2 separate regions of the Gossypium hirsutum genome follow, and region 1 is linked to region 2. The links are chromatin contacts, called in public Hi-C maps. All regions are on one chromosome and are shown on one strand. The core of a region is the stretch at or near the end of the contact, and the rest is flanking DNA. Distances in the headings are between cores, read along the strand shown. Region 1 holds the start of LOC107962280 (protein HIGH CHLOROPHYLL FLUORESCENCE PHENOTYPE 173, chloroplastic). Region 2 has its middle 48 kb from the start of LOC107895835.

Evidence for each region. Hi-C and Micro-C count contacts between places; a contact is called where the count stands out from the background.
Region 1: a contact with region 2 is called in a Hi-C map of leaf, with 3 times the contacts expected there. The contact joins the promoter of LOC107962280 here to the enhancer-like site in region 2. A contact is called at or near these places in 3 of 34 Hi-C or Micro-C datasets (callus and leaf).

What each region holds. Positions count from the first base shown.
Region 1 is chrA06:101,833,309-101,836,104 of Gossypium_hirsutum_v2.1, reverse strand. It overlaps LOC107962280 (protein HIGH CHLOROPHYLL FLUORESCENCE PHENOTYPE 173, chloroplastic), which reads left to right and starts at 1,301. Exons shown (of 16, transcript XM_016898595.2): 1 at 1,301-1,537; 2 at 1,793-2,041; 3 at 2,136-2,297; 4 at 2,484-2,534. The coding sequence starts at 1,463.
Region 2 is chrA06:101,693,013-101,695,712 of Gossypium_hirsutum_v2.1, reverse strand. No RefSeq gene overlaps it. Among protein-coding and RNA genes, the nearest start is that of LOC107895835, 48 kb to the right of the region's middle. Within about 2 kb of position 1,417, at least 2 of the 9 cell types and tissues checked have an H3K27ac peak or open chromatin away from gene starts, as enhancers often do.

The DNA.
Region 1 (2,796 bases), core at 52-2,551, 140 kb before region 2:
TAGGTTATATTCAAATTGAGATTTGATTAAGAATAATTAATATTGAGTAAAATTTAATTTAGAAATCATGTGAAAGAAATAAGGACTTGATTTATTTGGTGGGAAAAGATTTTTTTTTTTGCAGTGAAGAATGTGATAAGAGAGAAAAATAAGGGGAAGAAGAAGAGGAAAATAAAGAAATAAAAACAAAAAGTTAAATTGTTCAAAAAAATAAAAGTATAGGAACTAGTTTTAACAAATGAAAAATATAGAAAAACTAAGTTAAAAGAAATGGAGAAAAGAGAAAAACAGAGGGAGAATGAGAAGATAATGGAAAATAAAGAAAAAAGAGAGAAAGTTTAAAGAACATAAAAAAAAATTAATTGCTCAAAACAAAAAAAATACAAGGACCAATTGTATAATTTAACCTAAAATTGTCATTTGAAATAATGATTTAACGTGCCATGTCAGTTTATCATTACACCGTTAACGACAATTAGTGCTTAATAACAAATGTTACAACCCAATAACGTAAGTGATTAAAACGTAATATTTCAAGCATAAGTGACTAAAATGTAACTTGAGACAAACAAAAGTGATTATTTTGATAGTTTACCCTATTTTTAAAGAGTAACGATCAAATAGACAAAAAAAAACTATAAAAAATGAGAGCTAAAAAATTATTTTACCCTTTTTATAATAGTTAAGTGATTAATTTTAATTGTCAGTTTAAGGCAAAAACTAATATTTTTAAATAAAAAATATAGAGATTTAATGTGTTGGAATAAAATTATAAAAATTAAATTTTAAATTTAGAAAAAGAGCTTTTTTTCACAGCTTATTGTATCGCAACTCATACCATAATGAGTTTCTAGAGATAACTGTAAGAATAACAAATAGTATAGGGATTTTGATCACAATAGAGATGAATATAGTAATAATATAACAATTTGGGTGCCCAATCGGTACTATTATCCTTTTCAGATACGGTAAAAAGCCCAATCGAGGTTATACTAACAAGTAATGTAATATATATAAGAGGGTGCAGGTACCTAAAATGGCAAACCTGGTTTCGGCATCTTCTTCTCTTCTTTGCAACTTCTTCACCGCTGAATACAGTACAGAACCATCTTGTATGATAATCTTATTTCAATCTGCCAGCTTTCATCATAATTTACTCCTTTTTTGTTTGTTTTCGGAATGGAGAGGCAAGGAGCTGGTGCTACCTAATGGCTTTATAAGCCCACTTTCAAACCCAATAGAGCCCCTTCTAGAAAGCCCCTTTGCTTTTTACCTTCGAAAGTCCAAGTTTTTCTGAAGGCGACTGTTGCAGAGTTGGGATGTGTGGTCTATATTAACTGCTTTGCTTCAAATATCAAAACTATCAATCTACACTTGCACAGCGCAAAACTTTTGATCTTTGAACCTTCTTCCAGTCTCTACTTGTAATTTTTTTTTTAACTGTGTAACCCACTGTCAAGAAATGGAAAGTTGTTTTTTTACAACAATATCATCATCATCATCATCATCATCTCCCTTCTCCATCTTCAGTATTCAGGCAAGTAAATTATCATCATTGCATGCATTTGTTCTGTTTGTATGGCTATTTGTATATATTGAATATATTTTCATTTACAATATTTCTGGGTTTATTACTCTATGTTCACTCTGGAAGTGTAAGTAAGAAGATTTTGATTTCTGATATAGTATCTTTGAACTATAAACTCGTTTGCCAAATTTGGTGTTTCCCATTTTGTATACGATCATGGGGTCATTTTGGATTTCATAACTTCATCAACTGAAAAAACTGCAGGGTTCTTCATCAAATGTTGGTAGAAAATTTTCTAAGAGTTGTATGCATCCTCAGCTTCTCTCCTGTCAACTTCCTAAACCATTTCTTCAACTTAATGGCAGACCTAAGTATCGTCTTAACCAACGAAGGTCCGCTTATTTATCTTCTGCAACGTACAAAGAGACTATATCTGCTGAAAAACAGGGTTGGGATTTGGGGAGATTTTTTAAAACGTTATACTTTTTCAATGGACCACCTTCTCCTGCTAAGGTAGCATAAACTTTCTATCCTTCTTTTAATCAATAATGTCTTGATTCTTAAATTTGTGTGCACACACTTATATGCAATTTACTGTTCCCTGAAGATTGTTGAATTTATAATTGAGAAATTATCCGGTTCATCGCCTGAAGAATCAGAGAAGAAAATGGGAACTTCTGACTACGTTTTGGTAGTTGGAGCTACTGGGGGTGTAGGTAGGAGAGTGGTTAGCAACTTCAGGAAGAAAGGGTTGCCTGTTAAAGCATTGGTATTTGTCCTAAACCTTGTACACCTTTATCTAGCATTCCCTTGAAGTATGATTTATGAATTGATGCCTTTTGAAGTGTTTCAAGAGGGCTGTCTTAGTATAGATTTGACTTGTTTTTCTCATTCTCTTTTCCTCTTTTCTCTTTCGCCCTTTTAACTTTTTCTTTTCATGTGTGCCTACATTTAGGTTAGGAATGAAGGGAAGGCAAGAAAGATGCTCGGTCCCGATATTGAATTGGTGAGCTACCTTCCCATGTTAAGTCCTCAGTATAGTTTTGTTTTAGGTCATTGATTTTATAATGTGGTGGTACTAAGGTATTGCATTAAAGAAATATGTTTGTTTGCTATATTTTTCATGATTCTTGAACATACAAACTTAACTTTTAAGCTCTGCTTGGTATAAAAGATGGAAATGAATGACAATGGAAAATTTGTTAATCTAATGCTTAAGCTACAAAGTAAGAAAGTGGTTATGAATCTTAACCATTTGATTAACAAAT
Region 2 (2,700 bases), core at 168-2,667:
AATAATTTTAATACCATTATCAAGTTTCAATGCCAGACTCTTTTCTAAGAATGCCCACCAAATTTCGGTTACGGGATAATTTCCTATCATAAGTTGTTCACTAGCTACCAATTGTGCATTTGCATTTATCTCCATTTCACTTATGTAATATTTGTGTTCAATGAATCGTATGTCATCAAGATGGTGTGATATTTAATTTAATTTCTATAGCATCATTTTATTTAAAAATCACTTGTCCCAACTCATGGTAATTTTAAATATCAAATACGTTCGTTTCTTCTCCCTTCATTTATTTTATATTAGTATTAAGGGTGAATAAAATTAAATTTGATTCAAAAAAACTTGATAAAAATTTTAAATTTTGAATTAAGTAGTTTAAGTTATTTGAGTTATTTGGATCAACTCGAATAAAAAATCAAGTTTTTTGGTCAAACTTGAATATGAATTATACAATTCGAGTTATCCGAAAATCTGAATAAGAAAAGGCAAAACTGTGTTGTTTTGATAAATTTTTACCTATTAAGTTAAAAGGCAAAACCATTATATTTTTTATATAGTTAAATAATTTTGTATTTCGTATACTAATTAAATAATCAGTCCAGATAAACGCAACATTAAGTATAAGTAATAGGATTCGTTAACTTTACTCGACTTGACTCGAAATTTTTTGACTCAATTCAATTCAAAAAAAATTCAAATTGAGTTTAGTTGTTAAAATATAATTCGTCAACTTAACTTACTCAAAATTTTTTTACTCAACTCCATAGATTATCACCCCTAATTACTATCTAATGCGCTTAAAGCATAATTTATCTGTCTCTCTCAAGAAATCTTTTGGGGACTTCAATAGCAGGCTAAATGAGAATGAACTCTTACAAGAGGTGAGTACCTCCCGCATATGTTTTTCATTTGAAAAAAAAAGTTTTTAATAGGTCAGGAGTTGGATCCTCCGCATGATTTATCTGTGTTTTTTATGAAGGGATGAACCTCACGGCCGCTCATCTATTAAAAATAAATAAATAAAAATAAAAGTAAAGGGAACCACGAGGGGTTCCCCACGGGGTGTAACATCCCTCCCGTATGCATACATTATATATATATATGTATTATACATATTACAAAAAAAAAAGACAATGAAATAGAAATGGAGTGATGAACCTCACGGGTGTGACCCCTTCCCATGCATACGTATATTTATTATAATAAAAAAATTAAGTGAAATGGGGCATCAACCTAGCGATTATTGAAGTGAAATGGGTATGTACATCCCCATTCTCGAATTTGGGTCCCCACGGAAGGTTACGCTTCTGTCTATATATGTTATAAAAAAATTGAGTTCACTATGAACCACATAGTGTATGTATATATTTTATATTGACAATAGAAGCATAGGACTATGAGAGGTTTATAGTACTCATGGACGGTTATACCTCATAGACGGAGGTTGGTATTGCACGCGCATTGTTTGATTAAGGCCTCAGGGGGATTTTGATGCCATTGTTCTCACACTTATAGGGGATTACATCCCACGAATTATTACTACTCAGTATGATTGTCTATATATGCTTATATATGAATGGCTATATAAATCTCAGAAAGGGAGCCCACGAAGGGTTCTCAAGAGTGGTTATACCCCTTTGCATGTTTGTATATCCGTAAAATGAATAATGTAAGATAAAGAGAACCCACGAACTGTTCACGTGGGTGGTTTTATCTCTTCCCATGTTTGTATATCCATATAATGTATATTGTTAGACAAAGAGAGCCCACAAAGGGTTCTTGCGAGTGGTTTTACCCCCTGACATGTATATACGTTCATATTGTGTTTTTTTATTAGAAACGAAACTCGCAAGGGACTCTTGAAGATAGTCACGTCTACTATTTATGTTTATTTTATATCTATAAATTCAACATACTACATCTGTAACTCCACTTTCATCGTGTAAATCCAAGTCGAGTAGACTTGGTCGATGGTTGTGATTCTGTAACACCCCGTACCCGAGACCGTTGCCGGAGTCGGACACGAGGGGTTAACGGGCTTAATCCACTTATTTTCACAGTCCATTTGAAATTTTTCCAGACAAGCTGGTTATTGCGTCACTGTCGCCTTAAAAATCATATCTTGAGTTTCAAAACTCGAAAACCAGTTTCGTAAATTTTTCCTGAAACTAGACTCATATGTTCATCGACAATTTGTTTTCTAGAATTTTTGGTCGAGCCAATTAGTACAGTTTATTAGTTAAAGTCTCTCCTGTTTCAGGGTTTGACTACACTGACCTTTGCGCATTACAACTTGGATATCTCCCTGTACAGGGTTTCAATACTGATGCCGTTTGTTTCTATAGAAACTAGACTCGAAAAGGAATCTATACATCTATGGCATGACTTCTAATTATCTCTGGTTAATTTATAATGAATTTCCAAAGTCGGAACAGGGAATCCAGAAACCGTTCTGGCCATGTCTCACGAAAACTTAAATATCTCATAATATACTGTTCATATGATCGTTTCGTTACTTTCCTATGAAAATAGATTCATCAAGGTTCGATTACATAATTTATTCACTATTTAATTCCATTCCTACTATTTTTAGTGATTTTTCACATTCACGTCACTGCTGCTATCAGCATCTATTTTTAAGGTAGACTTTACCTATTACATAGTTTCCATGATTCAACTAGCCCTTTTGCATAAATAGCA